Linked DNA regions of Callithrix jacchus: region 1 is linked to region 2. The links are chromatin contacts, called in public Hi-C maps. All regions are on one chromosome and are shown on one strand. Each heading gives the region's core, a stretch centred on a gene start, on an enhancer-like site or on the middle of the called end of the contact. The rest is flanking DNA. Distances are from core to core; before and after follow the strand shown.

Evidence for each region. A called contact is a pair of places that touch in the nucleus more often than the background predicts.
Region 1: a Hi-C map of skeletal muscle shows a contact between it and region 2, with 5 times the contacts expected there. The contact joins the promoter of TTPAL here to the promoter of OSER1 in region 2. A contact is called at or near these places in 3 of 3 Hi-C or Micro-C datasets (induced pluripotent stem cells and skeletal muscle).

The regions. Positions count from the first base shown.
Region 1 is chr5:39,821,995-39,825,697 of calJac240_pri, reverse strand. It overlaps TTPAL (alpha tocopherol transfer protein like), which reads right to left and starts at 1,547. Exons shown (of 4, transcript XM_078371732.1): 1 at 1,141-1,547.
Region 2 is chr5:39,574,809-39,578,714 of calJac240_pri, reverse strand. It overlaps OSER1 (oxidative stress responsive serine rich 1), which reads left to right and starts at 1,625. Exons shown (of 4, transcript XM_035298666.3): 1 at 1,625-1,700. LOC144582478 (a long non-coding RNA gene) reads right to left here and starts at 1,322. Exons shown (of 3, transcript XR_013535209.1): 1 at 907-1,322.

The sequences.
Region 1 (3,703 bases), core at 298-2,797, 250 kb before region 2:
GTTGGCAATTTGTGAGCAACATCCAGGTATGTCTTCTTCATTATCTTAAATCCAGCATCTAACGTGGTGTTAGACACATAGTCTGCACTCCATAAATATTTATTGAATTACTTTCATCTGCTTGGCAGAGGTATGCTAAGTGAAGAATAGAACAACTATGGCTTTGTTTCTATGGAAGTCACCAAGAGATGCCTGCAAGAAGTCACCAAGAAATTTAGTGTCTACCTGAGACAAACTAGTGTTCACAAGGTATAGGCCTCACCTCCAGCCTCATTTCCCACCTCACCCCACCTTGATGCATATTAAATACCAGTCAAAACAAACTGATGACCCATCATCCTTGGAACACCTCGTGCACTTCTGATACACTCTACCTGAAAATTTCTCTTCTTTGTTCCTAATCAGACAGCTCAAATTGCCTTCAAGACCCAGCTGCCAGGTTACCTCCTCTGTGAATCCTTCCCAAACTACCTGAGGGTGATTCCCTCCAGTTTTCCACAAAACTGGGTTCCTAATTCATTTTTAGAAATTACAGTCCAATGGCAGGGGCGTTTACATAAAACCAGGCTCAATTTCACCACCCATTCATTTATCCAATAATTACTGATCACCTACCATAGAGGCACTGGGAACGCACATGCAAACAATCTAATTCTTTGCCTTATGAAGCTTACATCACAGTGGAATGAAGATAATGCATACTTGAGCATTTTACCATATATCAAGCATTGCTAAGCCCTTTATGCATTTCCTCATTTAATTTTCACAGTATTTGGTAAGAGCGCTGTTACTGTTCCCATTTTTAAAAGGACAAGGAGCACTGCCTCTTAGAATGTAAGTTTCACGAGGGCAGAGTGCTTGTCTGCCACGTCCGCTGCCACCTCCAGTGCCTGACACATGGCAGTGGCCTGTATACACCAGCGGGGGATATTGGTTAAGCAATGCGCCAAGGGGGCACCCGATGAGGCAGAGCAAGGATGCGTCTAGCCCCACCCTGGGCTCCTCATCTCTACCCTCCACCTGGAGCTTCCTATTGACTCTCCAGGGCCTCAGCAGTGCCGAGCGCCCAGCAGGGCTCAGTCACAGGCTGATGAATGAGCTGACAGGCGGACATATGAGTGAGATGCAGACACCACTTACGGGTGAAGCCGGGGATCTGCCCCCACATGGAGCCCATCGCTTTCCGGAGCATCACTTTCCTCTCCACCCCATCCACTCAACAAGCAGAGGTCAGGAGGCCATCTCTCCTGGAGCCCCCGACCCCCACATCTCGTGGACAACCTTCCGAAGCCCCCACTTCCGGCTGTCACCCCCTCCCCAGGTGTCCCCATTTCCTGGGGTCTCTCGCGCCTCTGGTACCCACTTCCGGTTATCCTTCCCTCTCAGAGGTCCCTCTCCTTGGCTCCCAGGGCACATGGACGGGCTCGCGGGCACTCACCGGCCCGGCTACGGGCGGAGCGCGGGTCAATCGGCGGCGGGAGCCTCGTCCGGCAGCGCGCGCAGAAACGACCCGCACTGCCGGCCCGGCCAGACCGGCCCTTCGCGCCGGAAGTGACGTGCCAGGGCGTGGGAGGCGGGGCTCCGCCTAGGGGCGCGCTTGTGCGACACCTCCCGGCAACGCCTGCGTTCTATCCCCACCTAGCGGCCGGGACTCAGCGCTGCGGACCCGGAGTGGCTGGGAGGAGCTGGGACGCCAGCCACTTGTCAAACCCGGCGTATAGATGGGGAAACTGAAGCTCAGAGAAGGAAGGAAAGAAGCTGCCATTTTCCAAGAGCATGCTAACATGTACCTGTTGTTTCACATCCATGATCTCATTAACTCCTCATATTTACGCAATTACCTTATTTCACGAAAAGGAAAGTGGCAATCAAGGCGGTAAAGGGCTTCAAACCTAGATCTCAGAATTAGCATTCTAGACTTTTCCTCTATTACGGCTGCTATCAGGACTGTCTGCTCCAAAAGGGGAGATTCCAAACCAGGAGACGTCTGTCTGTCATTAACTGAGTGACCTGGAGCAAGTCCCCTTTCCTCCTTGGGCCTCTGTTTCCTCATCTGAAACCTGATTCTTGCTCTGGAGCCTGATTCAGTAACTACTTTTTTCCTGCTTTGGGCTCACGAAGTTCCCTCCAGACAAAGACATGACTAACTCCCACCCCAGTCCATCAAGATCCCCTCGCAAGGATTTTGTGGAGCTGCAACTTTTAGACAAATCTCCTCGGTCCCTCTGAGGCAGAGGAAACACTAAGCCATTTCTAGAGAGAAATTCTGGTGGTCCAGGAGAACTCTGAGCCCCAAGAGACGATCTTAAACAGTCTTTTCGTTTCTCTACCCCAGGGGCGGCAGAGTCCCAAGAAGATGGGAAGTCATCCATGAAGGCCATAAGAACATGGCAGTTTCTGCCAGATGCTAGATTAAGGGGCAAGGGGGTGGCAGTGTGGTGGGGACCTGGGAATCATGAGTTTTGACTCCTGCTCTCAGCTTCATCGCTTCTAGGAATTACAGAAAAAATATAGAATATTCACTACAGTTTGAATTTCAGATAAACATGTAAATATGTTCCTTTCCAAACAGAAAAAAATAGGCCGGAAATGGTGGCTCATGCCTGTAATCCCAGCACTTTGGGAGGCTGAGGCAGGTGGGTCACCTGAGGTCAGGGGTTTGAGACCAGCCCGGCCAACATGATGAAACCCGTGTCTACTAAACATACAAAAAAAAAAAAAAAAATTAGCTGGGCATGGTGGCAGGCACCTGTAGTCCTCGCTGCTTGGGAGGCTGAGGCAGGAGAATTGCTTGAACCCAGGAGGTGGAGGTTGCAGTGAGCTGAGATGGCGCCATTGCACCCTAGCCTGGGCAAGAGCAAAACTCCATCTCAAAAAAATAAATGAATAAAATAAATCTAAAAATTAAAAAATAAAAAATAAATATGTCCTGCAACATTTGAGACATATTTATACTTTAAAAATTGTTGTTTGTGGGAAATTCAAATTTGGCTGCTGGGAATCATGAGTTTTGTCTTGTATGCTAAATCCATGTATTATTTTCCTGTTACTGTTACAATGAATTACTACAAACTTCATGGATTGAAACAACACATATATATTCTCTTGCAGTTCTCTAGGTCAAAAGTCTGAAGTCAAGGTGTTGGCAAGGCTGCATTCTTTGGGACATCAATTTCTTTCCACCTTTTTCAGTTTGTAGAGGCCACCTGCATTCCTTACTCATGGCCCCCTCCTTGAATCACCTCAACCTCCTGTTTCTGTTGTCACATCTAATACTGACTGATCCTCCTGCTTCCTGCTTCATATAAGGACTCTTGGGATTACATTGGGTGCTCCCAGATAATCCAGAATAATGGTACCATATCAAGATCCTTACATTAATTACATCTGTGAAATCTCTTTTAAAACGGAAGGTAAGGCCAGGCGCATACTTGTAATCCCAACACTTTAGGAGACTGAAGTGGGTGGATCACGTGAGGTCAGAAGTTCGAGACCAGCCTGGCCAACCTGGTGAAACACCATCTCTACTAAAAATACAAAAATTAGCTAGGCATGGTGGTAGACGCCTGTAATCCCAGCTGCTCGGGAGGCTGAGGCAGGAGAATGGCTTGAACCCAGGAAACAGAGGTTGCAGTGAGCTGAGATCATGCCACTGCACTCCAGCCTGGGTGACAGAACGAGACTCTGTTTCAAAACAAAAAAC
Region 2 (3,906 bases), core at 376-2,875:
TAAAAACACTTATTTGCTACTGATACATTTAACTTGGTGAGATCTGAGAAAAAAAATGCATCATATTTCCCGCTTTTTCTTTAGAGATGTCGAGAAAGGCAGTTTAAATCCTGACTTACTAGACCTATGTGACAAAGGACAAAGGCAGCTAGAACAAGTTATCTAATCTCTAATGTCATCTAATGCTATCGAATTAGCCTCATTAGGTTACAATGAATACAATGAACAGCTTTCTTTCTTTCATCCCGTCAGTTACTGAGCCTCTGGTATGAAAGATGAGAATTTAAAATATTTTACCCAGGGCCAACTACAGGCTTCGTGTTTAACAACATTATACAATAAATTGCTAAATTTCATTTACAGACATAGGCCAGGCATTCCAATGCCTGGCTGTAGTTAGGCTGAACACAGTTAAACCATCTTCGGTAGCCTATCTAGTTAGTTGACTACAACTAAAGTATTGGGGAATGAATGATGGTGGAAGGGGCCAGTTTGGTTCAGGGAAAAACCGTCACTCTACGCGTGGGCCGCAATCAACGCTAGCCGACTCTACTGAGCAAATTCATCCGCTTTCATGAAGCGTTGAGAAGTGAGGACGTGGAGCCGGGGACTGGCAGGCGAGGAGAGGCACAGCTAGATCAGCAGAACCAGTCCTGGTGATGGAGCGGGTGGCAGCTGTTGCACAAATCACCTTTTCCCGCTTGCCACCTGAGCAACATTCAGAATCAGAAAAACGTAAAGAGCCCCCAAATTCATCTCCTTAGGTGAACTGCCTAAATCTTTCTGCAAAATTTGGCGTGTAGGTGCATTTCTTTGGCAAGAGGGTCTACAGTTCTCACTAGATTCTCAAAGGAGTCTACACCTGAAAAGAACGATTCACCGATAAGGTCCAACTTCCTCACTTACTAGACGGAAAACTGAGGCCCAGAGAAGGAAAAGCAGTTGGCTCATGACAAACAGCAGTGATATCAAAAGCGAAGGCATTTCAATTCAATTCTAATTCCGGCTTCACACGAATGGCCCTGGCGACGTTCAACACCTCTTCGCTTCTCTGCAGGCCCTGAAAGATCACCAGGAGGCGAGGGCTGGTGTCCGAGACCAGGAAAGGTCGCAGGCAGTCCAGATTCTAGCATCACAGAGACACTGGGCCAAGCGCTCAGCCGGGGATCCGCTGCCATAAAGACCCCCGCACCCTGTCCTCGCCCCGGCTCCGCAGAATTCCGCTGCACAGGTGACTTCAAGTGAGAACCAAGCACAAGGAGACCCCAGGGCGGTGGAGGCAGAGGGCGACTGCTTGCCTGGCGCCTACTCGCTCATCTGACAGAGAGGAAGAAGCAGGCACGCCCCAAAAGCAGGCCGGGAGCAAACCCACGCCACTGGGAGGAGAAAACCCGAAGAATAACAGGAAATGATGTAATGCGCACGTGCTACCGAAGGGGGCGGGTACGGGGCATTAGAGAGGCGCGGGCGCCGTCCTGCGCCTGCGTAGCCGTCGCCTGCCGCGCTGCCGACTCACTGGGGTGGGAGGAGCATGAGTAGGGGGACGGGACGCAGACGGGAATGCGCAGGCTCAGTGCAACTCCTGAGGCGCGGGCCGCCCTCTTGGCGGGTTTGGATCCGGGTCAGTCGGGAGCCGAGATTCGGGAGAAAAGCTCGGAACTGACGGCGTCGGATCACTCGAGTGCCCCAGCTGCGAGGAGGTAAGTGCCCTGACGTGAGGGAGAGCGGCCACGGTACCGCGTCTCGGCCTCCACAGCCGGCCGGGCCGCGGGCGGCTTTCTCCGGGCCCGCCCGCCTCGAGTCGCGTCGTTTCCCTGGGCTAGGCCTGGGCCTCTCCGCGCCCCCTCCTCCGCCGCGGCCTGTACCTGCTGGAGTTCCGAGTTCCGCGCTCTCTCCCCTTCCCGCCTTTCTGTCCTCCCGCGGCCCCCGCCCCGTTCCGCTCCTCCGCCGTCTCCCGCCCAGCGGCAGCTTCCCCTTTTCGCCCTCCTTGGCCGCCCTTTCCCGCTCTCCTCGTAGCCCCATTCTCGTTGGCTGCCTCTTCGGCCCCACTCGTTTCTTCTCCCTCATCCCTTGTGCCTCGCTCCGACTCCAGCCTCTCGTTCTGACACCGGGAATCTCCCGAGGAGCGCAACTTGCCAGCTGGAGACCCCTGACGGGCGGAGCCCCTGGACAGTCCGGTCCTCTCCGACGCCTTCTCCCCCCGGGTTCTGAGCAGGAATTTTCCTCGGTTCATGTTTAACCGCGACAGGTCCACACTCCGGATGAAAAGAAATAACTTCGTGTTTTGGTTGCAGCACTGCGAGTGTAAAGGGATGAGTCGGTTGCAGAGGAAGGTGTGAATGTGCTTTTTGTCCTGGGGACCGATTGTTTTCTACCGGTCTAGTTTGTCTATTCGAGTTGCTGGGCAGGGTTTTCTTTCCCGTACTCAGCGCTTCCTGGTGGTCTGGGAGTTTCGATATCTTTAACATTGTGATGACAACGCTTACCCGCGCATCCCTTATTAATCGTTCTCTGGTCTTCTCAGGGGCCTGGAAATGTAGACCTAGACTTGAGATTCAAGGAGGTCTTGGTTAAAACGGCAAGATACAAATAAGATTGTGACGCATTTCTTTCGTTGAAAGAGAAAAACCAGGAATTTGTCCTTTTGATGGAGGAACTTCGAAGAACTTTGTAATTTTTGTAAGGTTGTGGAAAATCCGAGGCACAGTTAAATTGCCCAGTGTGGTTTGAGTTAACACAAAGTAACTTGGAATAGGCTTTAAAGTTTCATCTCTGGAGATCGTTCAACTTTAAGAGTTCACTGCAGTGAAAACGCCAAGACTGTCTCCCACAAATTTAATATTAATGACGAAGGGCCAGCCAGTTATATCTGTTGTCCAGTTAGTTGTACAGCCCTTGCTTTCAGTGAATGGGGATCTGGGGATGCACAGGGGCATAGTGAGCTTTTTATAATTACAAACATGCTCTCCTCTAGCTCTTAAAGTTACGCCTAACACCTTTGCTCTGGGCTAAATTAACAGAAACAAGGCGAGTAGTCAAAAATGCTGAAAGTCTGAAAATCGTTTGGACAGAACTTCATCCCTGAAGTTTTAGTCTATAGCCAGATTATAATTTTGGCCTGTTTTGCTTTTTAGATGATAGATTTTTTTAGTGTGTCAACAGGAATGTAAAGTTTGTATTAACATCTAGTGTGATCACCTGCCATGCTATTAGTCAGCATGGTATAATTAGAAGTTACGTCTGTGGGTTCAGAGCCTCTTAGCGCAGTGTTAACATTGTAAGCTCTGGGAGCGCAGGAATGAGATTCTAGGCCTTACAGAAATGGAGTTTAGGCTTCTGTCCCTAGCATTCGGTCTAGTATCATGCACGTGGTAGGAATTCTGTAAATATGTGTGGAAGAAATGAATTTCTGCCTGTAGGATTCAGCAGTGTATACTTAAATTTGACGTGTACATAAATATGTTGACTGATTTCCAGAGAGGGTTAAAGAGGACTTATGTGGGGTCTGCGAGTTGGGGAGATTGGCTCAGATGATTTGCTAACTCTGTAAGGGCTGAACATTGACTAATGGGTCATAAGGTAATGAGGAACACTGTAAGTCAAACCTCAATTTAGTTCTATCAGCAGGAATAATTTGTTTACAACTTACCGTAGTCCTTTTTTTAGATGATGTGAAGCTTTGAAAATACTGGATAAGTGATTGCTCACCTTTTGCCCCAGGTATATAGGAGTTTATTGTGCATGGGATTGTGTGGATAGTGTTTCTTCATGTTCGTGTACTTAAATAAACCAGCAAAATGTATGTGAAGAGTGTATTATTATTATTATTATTTTTGTCCTGAGAAGTTGAGGTGCAGGCTGGGTGATTTTTTTTTTTTTTTTTTTTAGTAGCTGAATTATTTTGAG